2 separate regions of the Mus musculus genome follow, and region 1 is linked to region 2. A link is a contact called in public HiChIP or PLAC-seq data. All regions are on one chromosome and are shown on one strand. The core of a region is the stretch at or near the end of the contact, and the rest is flanking DNA. Distances in the headings are between cores, read along the strand shown. Region 1 has its middle 16 kb from the start of Cdc42se2. Region 2 overlaps Cdc42se2 (CDC42 small effector 2).

Region 1 (5,721 bases), core at 831-3,330, 75 kb after region 2:
TTATTGTGTTTGTTTGTTTGGTTGGTTGGTTGGTTGGTTGGTTGGTTGGTTGGTTGGTTGGTTGGTTTTTGAGTCAGGGTCTCTCTGCATAGCCCTGGCTGCCCTGGAATTCACTATGTAGACTATGCTGGCCTCAGATTCACAGAGATCTGCTTGCCCTTGCCACCTGAGTGCTGGGATTAAAGGTAAGTACCACTGCCCCTGGCCACACTTATTATTTCTACATACACACACATTTCTGGGATTCACCAGATGTGGCAGCACATGCCTATTATCCTAGCACTAGAGAGGGCAGAGGCAGAAGGATGGAAGGTTTAAAATCAGTTTGGGCTACATATTAAGACCCTGTCTCACATACATACATACATACATACATACATACATACATACATACATCCCATACATATAAATACTCTTTGGTACTTCAGCTAAACCTAAGGCCCCAAGAGACCTTCAAAGATGATTCAAAGTAATCTTTCTCCCGGTGACTCAGGTAGAAAAAATAGGTCACATTCATATATGTATAGGCAGGACAACGAAAAAGCCCGTGAGAGATTTCCAGATAATATAGCCTTGAACTTGTGAAGAATTCCCTCACCATGCCTCCTGAGTGCTGGGAAATCATGTGTGCACCACTACACAGGAATAGTCTATAGGTCTGCGAGATGACTTGGTAGGTAAAGTTGCTTGCTGCCAAGCCTGACAACCTCAGCTACACCCAGGACCTGCAAGGTAGAAAGACAAGTTCATCTTCCACAGTGGTTGTCTGACATCCGTGCATGCACTATGGCATGAGTACACACCAACACACACATTCATGCATACAAAAGTAAGAAAGAAACGAAGGAAGGAAGAAGAGAGGAAGGGAGGATATGTCTGGAGAGATGGCCCAGTAGTTAAAGGTGCACACTGTTCTTCCAGAGGACCCAAGTTCAGTTCACAACACCCACATTAGCACCTCACAACCACCTGTAACTCCAGCTCCAGGGAATCTGATATTCTCTTCTGGCCTTCACAAATACCTGCACACTCACACACACTATAGGTGAGGAGGGAATTCCAGCCCCAGGGAATCCAACATTCTCTTCTGGCCTTCACAAATACCTGTGTGCGCATGCACACACACACTCACACAAAGAAGAAGGAGGAGGAAGAGGAGGAGGAAGAAAAGGAGGAGGAAGAGGAGGAGGAGGAGGAGGAGGAGGAAGAGGAGGAGGAGGAGGAGGAGGAGGAGGAGAAGAAGAAGAAGAAGAAGAAGAAGAAGAAGAAGAAGAAGAAGAAGAAGAAGAAGAAGAAGAAGAAGAAGAAGAAGAAGAAGAAGAAGAAGAATTTTAAAGGCTGTTCTAGCAGGGTCCAATTCAATTCAATAATGTTTGTTGTCTATTGTATGAGGAGTGGAGAAATCTGAAGATCAATAAAAGGATCAACACAGCATCTATGACCTCCTCACCCTACTCCTGCCCACTCTGCCTCTGAGGTCTTCTCAGGCTCACCCCTTGGACCACAAATGTCTTGCCTCTTAACTGCTTCTAACAGCTCATTGAGAAGACAGCTCTTGGTCTTGACTGTGACTTCAAGCCAGCCTTCCCAGGGATGACTAGTCACCCTCTGCCCTTGGCTCTGCAGCCTCCTTCCTCCCAATCAGTCAGGAAGCTGCTGAATCAAGATGTTGCAACCGCAGCTTCCGGCTCCACAATGCTGTGTGAGGAGGAAGTTGCTTTGCTAAGTATTCTAGTCAAAGTTCTGATGAAGAACATTGGACTCCAGTTCTGAAAGTCCAGAAAGGATTCCTAAAGGACAGGATGCAATTTAGAGGAATTACCAAAATGGGGGTGGAAGTCTTTAAGTGTGGAAGAGCCATGTGTCAACTCAGAGAGCCATGAGAAAATGTGATGAGAGTTAGTGACTGAGTGCACGGTGTGAAGTGTAAAGTGTGTGTGTGTGTGTGTGTGTGTGTGTGTGTATACAGGAAACAACGCTGGGGCTTCTGAGACAGAGATCAGATTATACTAAGGTGCCTGAAGTTAGCTGGAGAGAATAAATGAGTCAGGCACAAAGACCAAGTGAGTCAATGATGTAGCTTGGAGGTTGCAGTTTAGCTCAGTGGGTTAAGTGTCTGCTATATAAGCACGAGTCAGGATCCTCAGCACACATGCAAAAGCGAGGTGCTGTAGGAAGTGCCTCTAACCCCAGTGCCAGGGACAGAGAGAGAGATCCTGGGTCATGCTGGACAGCCAGGCTAGCCAAAACAGCAAGTTTCAGTTTCACTGGCAGCCTAATTAATAATAATAATAATAATAATAATAATAATAATAATAATAATAATAATAATAAATTACTAAATAAATAAAAAGGTAGAGAGCAATAGAGGAAGACATACATCCAACCATCAATTTGAACTCACACATACAGGCACCTGCACACTCCTGTGCTTAAATACACTGACAACTCATAAACCAAAGAGAGTGACATTTATGGAGTCAGGGTTAATGTCTCATACATAACCTTTGCACTCTAAGTTTGTATTGCTTCACATATTTCCTTGATAAGCTCCACGTGGCACTCATTCATTAATGGTGGAATTTGAGAGCTCGGAAGGGACGTCGTGGCTATGTCTGCTGTTCTGTTTCCTCGGCGGTTCTGCAGGTTAGTTTCCTTCTGGTTTATGTCTTCATCTGTTCACGGTCACAGTAGAGATCAAACCCAAGGCCTGATCTCAGTACAAACTCTTCTACCCTAGGCCTGAAGACTCATCTTTCCTGCTTTATTTATGTATTTATTATTAATTTTGGATTCAGGGTTTCATGTAACCCAAGCTAGCCTCTAACTTGTTGCATAGCCAAGGATAACCTTGATTTCCTAATCTTCCCGTGTCCACCCCCTGAGTGCTTGGATTACAGATGTGCACCTCTGTACTCTGCTCTCTGGCTTGTTTTGGCTAATCTGAACAGTTTGCCATTAGTTAGGATTTTCTCCTCGTGAACAGTAATGGTGCACACAAGATGCAGCCAAGACAAGGTAATTTCCATACCATATTCTGTTGCTTGTGAATGTAGTCTCCCACACAACCTTTTCCTTTCTTTTTTTCATGTTTCCCTTCTGCAAATATTCCATTCTACTAAAAGGTAAGGCAAATACAGTGATATAAATGTGGGAATCTGGCTGGAGATACAGCTCATGGTTGAGAGTACTGGATGCTCTTTCAGAGGACCTGGATTTGTGTCCCAGCACTCACACAACAGCTCACCACCACCTGTAACTCCAGTCCCAGGGCATCCAACGTCCTCTTCTGGCTTCTGTGGACACAATATACATGTGATATACACACATATAAGCAGACAAACACTCGTGCACATAAAAGTAAAAATAAATCTTTTAAAGACACAATGGACCAGTTCTGGTTTGTTTTTTGTTTTTTGTTTTTTTTTGTTTGTTTGATTGATTTTTTTCATCTTAGAACCTCTTAGAAGACACTTTGAGAAAGAAAATGAACTCATTTGATCCGATGTTAACAGTTTTATAGTTTTGCTGATTCCTGGGAAATTTTTAAATGGGGAAAACACATAAGTTTTCATGAAATTGGTTGTCTATACTAGAAAACTCCTCTCCACAGGAATTTCCTGACTTCGGGGGGATGGGGGAGGAAGCCGCCTACAGAAGCTCTCAACAGAGCTTCCTATCCTAGGTAAGCCCTGCCCAACATTCTTTTGCTTATCAAGAAATTATTTCAATTCTACCTTCATTTTTCATTAACTGACAAGCTGTAAAACAATAAATGAGATATATGACGAGTACAACAAGTGATTTAGTTGCTAAGAATGTCCAGAGAGTTGGGCGTGGTGGCACATGCCTGTAATTCCAGGATTCAGGATGTGAGACCAGAAGGGTCACTCAGAGGCTAGCCTTGGCTACAGGGCTAGCGAGATGGCTGGCTCAGTGAATAAGAGTGTTTTGTAACTGCAGCTCCAGGGGATCTGATGCCTTCTTCTGTCCTCTATGGGCACCTGCGCAATTTGTGCATATACATACGCACACACACACAAATAAAAATGTAAAAATCTTCCAAAGCCCAAACAAGTAGCTACATCATATTAATACTTTCTTAGACTTGTTTCATGTGGCTCTACTGTGTCTATAAATTCTTTTAAAGTACATTTTAGGGACCTATGGATGGGGATCAGTTGGTGGAATGCTTGCTGAATATACAAAGTCCTTGGTGTGACCCCAGCTGCCTCTAAAAGCAGACATGGTAGCTATAGTGGTTTGGATGAGATTGGCACCTGTAGGCTCATATCCTTGAACAGTTCGTGCCTAGCTGATGGAACACTTTGGGAAGAATTAGGAGGTGTGGCCTTGTCAGAAGAGGTGTGTCACTAGCGGGTGGGCTTTGAAGTGTCAAAAGACTGCAACCTTCCCAGTGTGCCTCTCTCCCTCCTGCTGGAGGACTGAAATGTGAGCTCTTGACTGCTGCTCCAGCCACCCTATCTAATGCTCGCTGACACAATTCCCCACCATGATGGACTGTAACCCTCTGAAACCATAGTACCAAGCCAATGCTTTCTTTTATAAGTTGCCTTGGCCATGGTCTCTTGTCACAGCAACAGAAGAGAAAATAATAGTCGTGCATGCCTACAATCCCAGCACTCAAGATCTGCAGCCAGGAGGGATCAAAAGTTGAAGGACGTTGGGTGCTGGGAACAGAACTTGGGTCCTCTGGAGGAGCAGATTATATTCTTAAGCACCCTAGCCTTCTCTTCAGCCCCGTTCTTCTCCTTTTTTACAGCTTGCATTAATTCAGTATACATTTTTACAGTCGATTACGTATATACACGTTTTGATTTTATTTGTTGCTATGTTGTGAGACAATGTACTTCATTGCTCACAGAGTCCTGGAGCTCACTGTGTTTCAGCAGGCCTCATGGGAGAACACATGTGGCAATCTGCCCGGCACACGCTATTGTTAGCTGCAGCTAACATAATTTAAGCTACTCTCTTAAATTGTTGAACATTTTGGGTTTTTTGCAACTGTTTTGACACCCCACCACACACCCACCCACTCCAGTCTCATCCAGAAGAGATTTGCAGCTCAAAAATTCCCTATGTTCTACATACCCAGCCCTTTCCCTCGCCCTCCCCACCGTCTCTGGAAAGCACTGGCCTTCCTGTGTCCTCAGCTTAGCCTCTTACCAGATTGACATGGAGCCAGAGTCTCATAGTTTGATTTCCTGGTTTGCTTGTTTCACTTAGCAACACATACTCAAGCCTCCTGCATGCCTTTCCGTATCCTTTGAAAAGATGGGTTTATTAAGTATATGCTCATTGCTTGGGGGTTTTTGTTTTTTGTTTTGTTTTTGGGTTGTTGTTGTTTTTGTTGTTGTTGTTGTTGTTTTGTATTTTTTGGTTTTTGGTTTTGGTTTTTGGAGGGAAAGGCATGTACCATGGTATGCTTTTGAAGGTAAGAGAAAGAAAGAAAGAAAGAAAGAAAGAAAGAAAGAAAGAAAGAAAGAAAGAGAAAGGAAAGGGAAAAGAAAAAAAAGAAAAGGAAAGAAAGAGAGAAAGAAAGAAAGGAAGGAAGAAAGGAAGGAAGGAAGGAAGGAAGGAAGGAAGGAAGAAAAGAAAGAGAAAAAGAAAAAGAAAAAGAGAAAGAAAAAATACTCAAAGTTTTTTTTTTCTTTCTTTCACCATTTGAGTCCCCAGGATGAAACTCAGGTAGTCAGACAT
Region 2 (5,237 bases), core at 2,439-4,938:
AATCCTGAAGGTTGCCCTTTGACACCCTCCCTCCCCCCATGATGCTGTAAAGTGTGCAGCCACACAACCAGAGTTTTACCTGAAGGGGCATCTGGAAGTTTTTAGAATAAAACAATAAGTAATAAGCTAGCTGGCCACACAGGCCTGTATCTCCCCCAAGGCCCCCCAAGGCTGGGACAAAAAGGACCTTGGGTTTGAAGCCAGCCAGGCTACATTATGGATACCTTTCCAAGAAACAAAACTAAGGAAACAATACTTTAAAAAAAAAAAAAAAAAAAAAAAGGCAATCTCATGTAGCCCAGGCGGGCCTTGAACTCCTGACCATCCTGCTGTTTCCCAAATGTTGAGAACAAAAGCACTCACTGCCATGACAACATAAAATAATAGATGTCTGAAGAACTAGTTAATCTGACTAAAACATTATACATAAAAACACTGAACTTTATATAATGCCAGTGATACATATTTTTATGACAAAAATAACTTAAAAATAAGACAAATATAAAATTACCCTCATCATTAGCCAAGAATATGTGGGATTTGACCTCAATGCTCTTGATTTTAAGCACAACTTTCTAGCTCTTGATAACAAGTTGATTATATTCTGATGTCATTTACTTGGGTTGTCTCCAACTGCCCTCTCCACAGTGGAATGAATCTGTCATTCAGCTGGCCTGGGGGAGGGGTGGGACTTAGCTCTGGTCTGTTCACTGCACTGACTGATGCCCTGTCTAAACCCAACTAGGCTGGGGCTTGCTTCCTAAGTTTTGACAGACATGTTTTAGTTTTGTGATAGGGTTGCATCAATACAGCTCAGGCTCACCTAGACCTCACCGTCCTGCCTCAGTTCCTGAGTGCTGAGATTACAGGTGTGGTCACTATGCTCGAATAGAGCGCTAGCCAGTTTCCCAGTGAGCAGCCAAGCAGGCACGCTGGCTTCCCACCAGCACACCCACCTCCTGCCTCATGACTGCCCCTGCCCTGCTCATCTGAGGTTTGCACAGATCCTTCAGACACAAGAGCAGCCACCAGTGTAGCTGGGTCACTGTCCTCACAGCAGGCTTCCCTGTGAGAGCACACAGCTCTTAAGTTTGCAGGGAACTATGAACTGTAGGAACAGAACCTCAGGACACAACACCCAGGTCCATAAAACTGCAATGTTGCTGCTATTCTAGTAAGTCCTAAATCTGACAGTGCTCAGGGCAGTTTGTCTGTCAGAACATGGCTCTCTATAAACACAGAGAAGTGGAGAGTTCGAATGTACAAGCCAGAAACCAACTTACCATCTTTTTATTTTTTATTGTTGCCAAATAAAACCCCAGAAGAGCTGGGAGGGTTTATTCCTGCTAACTCTGCATGGTAACACAGTGCCTCTTAACCATGTGTTCCTAGAGCTTCTGCACATGTGTTTTTGCTCGCTCTGTGTATGTGTATGTGTGTGTGTGTGAGAGAGAGAGAGGAAGAGAGAGAGAGAGAGAGAGAGAGAGAGAGAGAGAGAGAGAGAGAGAGAGAGAGAATATATCCCCACATAAAACAAACCTTCAAACTTAAAGTGCACCTCTGCACAGCAAGTGCTCAAGGCCACCTGACCTACAAGCTGCAATTCTAGATCAGAGTTTCTTTAGTAGCAGCAGCAACAAGAGTAATAATAATTATCACTATTATTAGGAGGCCTGCGCCTGAGCACACATGTGGAGGTCAGAGGATGATTCGTGGAATCTATTCTCTCCTTCCACCTGTCTATGGGTTCTGAGGACTGATACCAGGTCACTGGGCCAGCGTGGCACATACCTTTACACACCACACCATCTATCTCCCTGGCCCTTATGATGGTTTTACAAGAACTCACTCTTAGATGTTACTGACCTGCTAAGCCTCTGTGAGCACTTGCAATGCTAGCCTCTAACACGGTTGAGTCAACACTTTCACCTGTGGAGACAGGTCTCATTCTATAGGGCTGGCTGTACTGAAACTCCCTATGTATGTATGTATGTATGTATGTATGTATGTATGTATGTATGTATTAGCCTCAAACTCAAGAGATCCTCCTGCCTCAGCCTTCCAAATGCTGGGAATAAACGTATGAGCTATCTTACCCAGGTCATTTGTGCTTTATTTCTCTAAAGTTAATCTCCAGGCCTTTAGTAAGGGTGTCCTAGAGCCCCACTCATTTTTAATCAAGAAGGTCTCAGAAAGCCAAGAGAAGGTTCAGACCCTTCTAGCTTTGCTCACCCAGATTCAGGGTATGTTGCCCCCACTACACTCCTCTTACTTCCCCCCCCCCCCCCCCACTGTTCCTGTGTGGAGCAGTAAGTCATAATTCTGCAGAAGAGCCTTAAGAAGCAAAGCCAAAACGGATGTGGCAGTAGTCTCCTCTTCTTTTTGCTAAAAACCATTAGAGTGACCCTCGGAAGCCAGTCATCCTAGTTCACCCACCCGTATGTACTCCAAAGCATGATCAATTTCCAGTATCCCAAGTGAGACAGCTTAGTAGACCTTCTGGAGGGTAGAGACAGAGACTTCATCACAAGGAGAAAAGGACAGCAGCTGTACACCTGGGGCAAAGGATCTGCAGGACAGGGGCCATCTCCCAACGTCTCACAGGAACCTGACTTGCAAGAGCAACTGCCTCTGCTGTACACTCAGCCTGCTGGAGGGCCTCTCTAGGCAGACCTGGCATACTGGAGTCACACCTTCCAGGCATCCTGGTTTCTATAATCCTGGCCCTGAAGACTGAAGAGCCACCATGCCCCCTGTGGTGCTAGGAAGAAATCACACATGGCCCACACCCCTACACTAAGTGACTTACTTGAATTTCTGGGTGAGGCTCGGAGAACAGCTGCCACAGTAAGCTACTGAGGGAGAGTGTGCAAACACATTCCCAGGGACACGCTCACACATAAAGGCAAAGGTGGGAAGCCTCCAGCTCACTGTTTTCACAAAGACACATGTCCTTGTTAAGATAAGGTCTTAAGATGAGATGGTGGAGGAAGGAAGAGATGAAAACAGAAAGGAAGGGGGTGGGGATCAAGCACTTGAGCCCACACCAGTCAACACAGTGAGCACACCCATCCTCCTAAAAGTCCCTTCCCCATCCCTTCTCCACGTAGGCACTGATCTACTGCCCACATGTCTGTCAGCATTTTCCTGAAGCTCATTTAAATGGATCCTCCAGCATGTGCTTTCCTTCACTTGTGCAGTTATTCTGAGGGTGGTAACTGTTGCTACCTATACCAGGAGTCACTCCTTGTTAATCACAGAACTCTGAGACAGGTTAAACTATAGCGAACCAAAATCAATCTGAATTCCTTGCTATCATCTCTTCTCAGTCAGCTGAGTTTCCCTAAGGGACATAAACACACTTTGATAGCATGCAGAGCACATGTGGGCAAGGCTCACAAGGTGGCAAGACCTTCTGTGTCAACTCCCAATCACTAGATACTGACACTCCAACTATGATGTAGTGATGCAGAAATTCCATAGAAAGAAACGTTTGCCAAACCACCTCTCCTCTAGCACAACTGTTCACATTTGTGCCTCTAATCCCTGACCTTATACAGAATGAAAAGCATCTGAAGCATGACTAGGAGTATTTGCATGGCCGGCAGCTAATGAAGAGTCCTGTAAGAGTGAAGTGTTCCAGGAAACACAGTGACTCTACCCAAGTCCACACAGCAGGGCTGTGAGCGCCCTCTCAAGCTTCCTGTTTTGCTTTGCCGAGGCCCAACTGTGGAATTCCCCTGGCTGCTGACAACTGCATCTGTGTTTGTCTTGAAATTTTAATACCATGTACTTGAAAAAGTGTGCTGTTCAAAACAAAAAATCCACCTTATGCTTGAAAAATATGGTGTGCTTAGTGGTTGGTGGCTGACTGGGGGTAGTGGAATCATGCCAAGTACCCATGGCTGGCATGGAATTTGCAATCCTCCTGCCTCAGCCTCCTCAGTACACCTGCCTTTGTAGTTAGACATTTATACTTAGTCCTGGGTGCCGTGGGCTCCACCCTCCCTCACATCTCAAGAGCTGTAGAGCAGAGAAAATCTTCCCAGCTGTCAGGATGTCCCTGATCACTTTAATTGGATGCTTTCTGACTAACAGTGAACATGACGGACTCTCCTCTCCTAAATACTGAAAACATCCAATCTGTCCTTTCTCCTGTGAAGAAGAGAGCTATGGAGTCTTGTCATAAATATTTTATTTAGTTAACTATGCAAACCAGTTAGTAACTATACAAACCAGGCTGGCTTTGACCCTGGGCCCCTTCCAACTCCTATCTTACCTACTAGAAGCAGGAGAATGTTCTTACTTTGTGTTAGCATTACACGCTGTGAATGCATGTATGCACAAATGTGTGCACACGGTACGCAGAGGACAGAGGATGAGAGCCCTTGCAACTGAGGTCTCAGGTCATTGTGAACCACCTAGCTTGGGTAGAACTGAAATCAAGTCCTGTGGAAGAATGGCCAGTAAGTACTCTTAGCCAAATCAATGTGTTGTTAATTCTGGGTAATTAATCTCTAAAGTGTCCTTAGTTACAGAAAATGTGCATTTCATTCTAAACTTTTACATCAGACTGTTACTGGTTTAAAAGGAGCGAAATGCAAGTTTCTGAGGTACTTGTATATCAGTCATGTGAGAGACAGAACCCGACCACAATAACCTCAAGCAAAGGCCTGAGCCTCCATTCTTGCAGGTTCATAAAACCCAAGGGGGAAAAAAATAAGCCCATGCTATTGGTGTCAGAGAAGCAACTTCACTTTGGCCCTTTAAGAATTCATGACCAAGAAAGGCATTGACTTTCAGGCTACCACACAACAGGACCTGAAACTGCACACTGTATTTTCTAAATAAACAACAATCTCCCAGATGAGGTCAGATGACTTACAACAATAGGGTCTTTTAGGCAATGTTTTAGAACTCATAAAAGCTGCCAGTTAATGGGAACTTTTCATACGGCCTGCAGACAGGACTGGGTAATCCAGTGTGAGGCACTGGGTAGGTACAGGAAAATAAAGCTAGAGCTTTTTAAGTTATTTGAAACAGCAGTTGTTTTTCTTCTTAATTCATCAAAAGGCGTTTCTGACTTTCTTCCCAGGGTTTTGTTTGTGGCAATGGACAGTACGGTGAAGGAGCGCACAGCTGTAATAGCACTGTTTGCCTGGGAGCTGAAGCAGGAAGGTTCCAGGACAGTCTAAGCTCCACCCTTCCTCAAAGGTAACCCTGTTTCTGAGCTGGGC

The links. HiChIP or PLAC-seq counts read pairs in DNA pulled down with a chosen protein or histone mark.
Region 1: an H3K4me3 HiChIP or PLAC-seq map of bone marrow-derived macrophages shows a contact between it and region 2, with 4 times the contacts expected there. The contact joins two enhancer-like sites. A contact is called at or near these places in 4 of 39 promoter capture datasets (the C10 cell line, hippocampal neurons and pre-B cells), 13 of 484 Hi-C or Micro-C datasets (B cells, CD4 T cells, CD8 T cells and 8 more), 7 of 115 datasets of contacts at active chromatin or transcription factors (CD8 T cells, the HPC-7 cell line, bone marrow-derived macrophages and 4 more) and 1 of 9 other capture datasets (bone marrow-derived macrophages).

What each region holds. Positions count from the first base shown.
Region 1 is chr11:54,800,346-54,806,066 of GRCm38.p6, forward strand. No RefSeq gene overlaps it. Among named protein-coding and RNA genes, the nearest start is that of Cdc42se2, 16 kb to the left of the region's middle. Within about 2 kb of position 2,081, at least 146 of the 459 cell types and tissues checked have an H3K27ac peak or open chromatin away from gene starts, as enhancers often do. A contact at or near this core is called in B cells, CD8 T cells, the HPC-7 cell line and 6 more, where this site is marked.
Region 2 is chr11:54,723,868-54,729,104 of GRCm38.p6, forward strand. All of the region lies in intron 3 of Cdc42se2 (CDC42 small effector 2), which reads right to left. Among named protein-coding and RNA genes, the nearest start is that of Cdc42se2, 61 kb to the right of the region's middle. Within about 2 kb of position 3,689, at least 168 of the 459 cell types and tissues checked have an H3K27ac peak or open chromatin away from gene starts, as enhancers often do. A contact at or near this core is called in B cells, CD8 T cells, the HPC-7 cell line and 6 more, where this site is marked.